2 separate regions of the Arachis hypogaea genome follow, and region 1 is linked to region 2. Evidence: chromatin contacts called from public Hi-C data. All regions are on one chromosome and are shown on one strand. The core of a region is the stretch at or near the end of the contact, and the rest is flanking DNA. Distances in the headings are between cores, read along the strand shown.

The links. Hi-C and Micro-C count contacts between places; a contact is called where the count stands out from the background.
Region 1: a contact with region 2 is called in a Hi-C map of an unstated tissue, with 4 times the contacts expected there. The contact joins the promoter of LOC112741752 here to the enhancer-like site in region 2. A contact is called at or near these places in 2 of 8 Hi-C or Micro-C datasets (leaf and an unstated tissue).

Annotation. Positions count from the first base shown.
Region 1 is chr14:18,774,407-18,777,119 of arahy.Tifrunner.gnm2.J5K5, reverse strand. LOC112741752 (probable protein phosphatase 2C 40) reads right to left here and starts at 1,295. Exons shown (of 4, transcript XM_025790848.3): 1 at 773-1,295.
Region 2 is chr14:18,723,189-18,726,070 of arahy.Tifrunner.gnm2.J5K5, reverse strand. No RefSeq gene overlaps it. Among protein-coding and RNA genes, the nearest start is that of LOC112742350, 15 kb to the right of the region's middle. Within about 2 kb of position 1,315, at least 1 of the 3 cell types and tissues checked has open chromatin away from gene starts, as enhancers often do.

The DNA of each region.
Region 1 (2,713 bases), core at 46-2,545, 51 kb before region 2:
AATACATTCAGTCATGTATAAAACTCAGTTGTTTGAAAATCCAGACTAGTTAAACCAAGCAACATAAACATGAAAGACAAGAATGTTTCAAGAAATGATTTACCCTTCTAAAAAGATCCTCTCAATTACAAATGACAAGCATCTGTGTTGAAAAATTTGGCGTTTCTCTCCACTCACAAAAAGGACCAAATTGTTAACAGGATAAATACTCCATAAGTTGCTCCTCTAGACCAACCCTTCTTAGTTCTCGCCAATCTCTCCTCATTGTAAAAGTAAGAACACCAATTGATTATTGTGAATCAAATCAACCAAACAACTAGCCCTCTCTGTGCAAAGTAAAAGCTTAAAAAATAGGATGGGTCCCATTGCAGAAGCATGAGGCTATTATAGAGAGAGAATCAACTTTCAAGGACAGTGACAATAGAATATACTTAAAAACCATTGCCAGCAACCCAGCACACTTAGCAAACTGAATGTGAATTAAATTCACCCCAAGCCTGCATTTTGCATCAGTTCGTCAAATTCAGTTACCCCTTCCACCTTATATTAAATAAAAATCAAAATTTTTCCTTATAATTTTCTTTTTGTTTGGATCCTTTTGTTGTATGAACACCAGAAGAAATAAAAAAACATATTTTCACAAAAATAACACATAAAAAAACAGAATTGACATGAAAAACACATAGAACACAGAAACCACTGCATCTGCATACAAAATTACAACCTAGCCAAAAATAAAAAATCATAATTTAAAGAGGAAAAAAAAACTTACGAATTATCCAGAAAATGAAAGCAGGAGCAAGAGAAAGAGTGAAGGTGTTGTGAATGCAGCTAGAGAGAGAGAGAGAGAGAGAGAGAGAGAGAGAGAGAGAGAGAGAAGAAGAAGAAGAAGAAGAAGAAGAAGAATGAGAACTATTGAGTTTGTTAGTGAAGAATGAGAAGACAAGGGGACCGAAAAGATGGCTGAGAACACGGTTGACACACGAGAAGAAGAGGAAGAAGAAGAAGAAACGTAAACGCCATATTTGTGTTCAGTTTTTAAGCGACTTTTTCAATATTTCAACGGGGCTGAGCCTCACGTTTTCTGTTTTTCTCTTGCAATTTGTGTTTGTCTTTTTCCACCTTGTATGTATCTTTCTACGTTCTACCGCTAAAAACCACTTTTCTTTTTTTAGGTATTTGCTTCCGTTTTCGTTTTCCCGTCATTCCCACCCTCTTTACTCTCTACTCTCTACACCTTGCTTTCTCTTCATTTCCCATTTATTTTTTTGAGAAATATTAGAGTCAAATTTTTTTATCAATATTAGTGATTCAGGTGTAATTTTATAAAAATAGATTAAATAAAAAGAGATTAAAAAAATTAGGATCGGAGTAGGTAAAATTACAAACATTTATTAGTGATAAGTAAACAACATAAGAACTAAAAATAAAAAATAATAATAAAAAATAAGTATTAAGACTTTTACTAATATCACAAAAAAATAAATAATTTTTTTTTAAATGAACAAATATTAAGTAGAATTTACTATCATGTGTTTCAATAGAAAATCTAAATACTAATTTTATGAATTTTCATGTTTGAATTTGATAAATAAAATGAAGAATAATGAAATTGGAGATGATGAAATAAAAAAATTTGTGAGTTCTGAAAAGAAATGAAAAAGATCCATGATTTATGTCCCAAAAAAACAGAACTTATTATTGGTGCATTAAAATAGGATGAAAATATATGTGAAAAAAATGCTATCCACAATTATTCATATTGATGAATAATTAAAGTGTACTAAAAAAATGATGTGGGGCGTTTGCTTATGATTGAAAATTTGTGCTTCTTGTTGCTTATGGTAATTGTTGAAAAGTGAAGTTTGAATTGTAATGCCTTTATAAAATTAGTCTTCTTTGTTAGAGTTTCACAATTTTTTTTTGAATTTTAATTAGGTTTAATTACTCTATTGGTCCCTATAGTTTCGCGAAATTTTCAATTAGGTCTCTATACTTTTTTTTCCTTTTAATTGGGTCCCTGCACTAATTTTTTTTTTCAATTAAGTCCCTACCGTGACCAAACAGTTAGATTTAACGGAATATTCTGTTCCTAAATTAAAGATTCTCTAACTTTTTCCTAAATCTCTAATTCTCTTTCACACTTATTTTCTGAAATACCAAAATAACCCTCCCACACTTAGAATAAAAAACCTAGCTAGCCCTCAGTTGCTCTCCTGCGTCGGTCCATCGTCTTCATCCATCTGTGGCGTCGTCTGCAGCGGACGCTGGGTGGTCGGCCATCCGTCGCCTCCTTCTCTCTACGTTGGTTTGTTCTATGTTATTCTGTTCAGAGGTCTTCTGCGCTATTTTCCCATCTAAGCCGTCGCTGTTCCTCCCGGTGCTTTGCCTCGCCTGACGTCGCTACACCGCACCGCACCGAGCCCGTCGCGCCTGACCTCCCGTCTGGCCTCTCATCCCCGCGCCGCTCCTCTCCTCGATATCCCTGTACTCGATCTGTCACAAAACAGGTAACATATAACATTTATTTTTTTTCCAGCTTTTAAAACTTGATGTAACATGTTCATGCTAATTTTAATTTTAATTTTCAAAAAATATGGCATTCGTTAAGGTGAATTAATCTTTATTTGTTTATTTATGTTCCTATCAAAATATTGATTTCTCGTATGGTAAGTAACTAAGTCTATTACTTTGCTGAATTCTATCAGGCGTG
Region 2 (2,882 bases), core at 66-2,565:
TTTTAGAAACTGTTAGGGTTAATTACATAATATTTGTATTTTGTACTGGTACATAAAATAAAATTATATATAGATTAATTATCATATATTTACGTATAAATACATATAAAAAAAATTAGATCAAAATAGGACAACATTTATCTAGTAAATAAGACGAGACGATACCAATCATACAAAAAGTTTTTTCTTAAAAAAGTAGCAGACGCCGAAAGAGACCAAAAATGGAATATGACAAGAAAAAACAAATACATTTGATTTGAACCGTACTCTTCCACCTCAGTGGCTTGGCATGTTGAAACTTGTCATTTTATCAACCAAGAAATATGCCGCAAATATCAAAGCGTCTCAATTAGCTGTGGAGTTATAAGTATTTAGTGTTGATTCTAAGTTTCTGACATTGGAAGTAAAGGAATATGCTGCTAAAGTATAATTTAGTGCGTTCATGTGTTGTTTTGGAACGGAAATAACTACTTGAATCAGCTTAATCCTTTTAGAAAAAAAAAAGATATTTAGTTTTTTTTTAAGTGAGATAAATTGAACAACTCTCAGTTCTAAGTACCACAACATATTCACACAATATACTCACCCACACAATACTAAAAGGCTCACATTCAACATATTAAAAAGTATATAATTTTACCAATTAAGCTAAGTCTCAGCTGCAAGATATTTAGAGTTTTAAACTCTTATTTAATATAGACACCAACACTTATAGATTGAGAAAGAGATTGTAAAACGATTTAAAAAAAACCAGTGGCTTTCATTTTTTTTTGTGCCTTTTCCAACATGCATATACATATGGTAAAAAGGAACAATCATAAAAAAATTGTGGAGGTGATCCACCTCAGTTTTGCATGTGGAGAAGGAAATGAACTTCAACATTATATAATTATCCTCTCCTTTTTTTTAATTATAACAGGTCTATATTACTTAGATCGGTAATGCTAGGATTAGTAATACTAAAAAGATAAAAAATAAATTTATTTTATTTAATATTCATTAATTATTATAATAATTAATAAATATTAAAAATAAAATAAATTCTGATTGATTTTGGCTAAATATCTTTTGTTTACCAAACATTTTTACTTGAATAAAGTACACGTTTTTATTTACCAAAAACGTCAAACCAACACCTATAATTGAACTGTGAAGCATATATTGTATTTGAAATTTCCTAATAATTTTGTGGTGAATTTCTTCAAAATTTTTGTTGTATCTCCAAAAACTTTCTCAATTAACATTCAGAGTTTTAGGCTCACAAGTGTTCAACCAAAAAGGACCTAATTTACTCTTCTTTTTTTTCATTTAAGGAATAAAAAAATATAGGTATAGGCCCATTCGTAAGCTTGGCCAGTGGTAAGGGCGTTAAATAGTTTGGTTAAGATATCCAAAAGAAAAAAGGCCAAAAAATATTTGACCTTGTATCAACAGATATATATAAAGTAAGGTTGAAAACTGAATAGTACCAAAAAAAAAAAAAAAAAGTTGAAAACTGAATACTAATTACAAAAACATGAAGTTTGAAAACTAAATACTAAGATGATGACGATGACGATGACAATAATAATAATAATAATTAGAGGTATATGTTTAAATGTGATGAAATCCACAACTAAAAAAAAAAATTACTTTTAACGTGAACTATTTTACCATTTTTAAATTGCTTATGTATTGTGTTAGATTTTGGACTTACTTCTTATGTGGGGAAAAAAAATTCAAATATTAGTATTTAAGTTTATAATTTTTGTTGATCGAGAGTGAAGTGGTTGAGGTGAGTTAGGATTGACAGAGAGATGTCTCATTTGTGAGAAAACACCAAATACTAGAGAGAAGAGAAGAGAGAAAATATTTTCGCACATACACAAAGCTGTCTCTATAAATTGGTCACTGCGGATTCGTTAGCCGTTGGATTGAGCTCAAATTTGAATAGTGTGTTACAGACACCTGATTCTTCGTTTTCACCAACCAGATCTTTAATACGAAGTCTGTAGCTGAAGATATTAGCCACGCAGCAATAGCTCTATTTTGTGGTATTTTCATCTTCTTGGTTCTTGTTTTGTAAGCTTTGATGTTTCGATTATTTGGCTTGTTGTATGCACGTTTTGTGCAGTAAATTGTAACTCTTTGTACCCTATTTTGATCAAAGTGAAGCTATTTTTATGATCTTAGTAACTCGTGGTTTTTACTTCTCACATTGAGGAGGTTTTTCATGATAAAAATCTTGGTGTGTTCTTTCTCTATTTTTGATTTTTCTGTGCATTTTTTCGCTACTATTGTTATGTTATTGCTGTTGCCATTTATTTGTGAGTGGTTGTTATTGCTCCTCTAATTCTTTCAAGTAGAGAATTGTGTATTTTATTCCTATCATTTGGCATCAAAGCTCAATTTTGGACATTTGGTTATAATTTGCTTAAAAGATGGAGGTAAATAATTTTACTTGGATAATAAGTTTGAATGACACTAATTACCATCTATGGAAGGATAAAATAAAAGATTTATTGTTTGTCAAAAAAATCTACATTTATCCGTATTTTCTACACAGAAACTAGAGTCTAAAACCGATAAAGAATAGGAGTTTGAACACCAACAAATTTGTGATTTTATTAAGCAATAGGTGAACGATAATGTTTACAATCACATTGCTAATGAGACTCATGCTAGAACTTTGTGGAATCAAATTGAATCCTTGTATGCTTTCAAGTCCAGCAATAATAAATTGTACTAGTTGAATATGCTGATGAATTTGAGTTACAAGGAGGGGTCACAAGTATTAAATCAATTGAATGAATTTCAAGTGGTTCTTGATTGTTGTCAAGTATGGAAATCAAGTTTGAAGATGAGGTTCAAGAATTGTGGTTTCTAAATACTCTACCTGATTT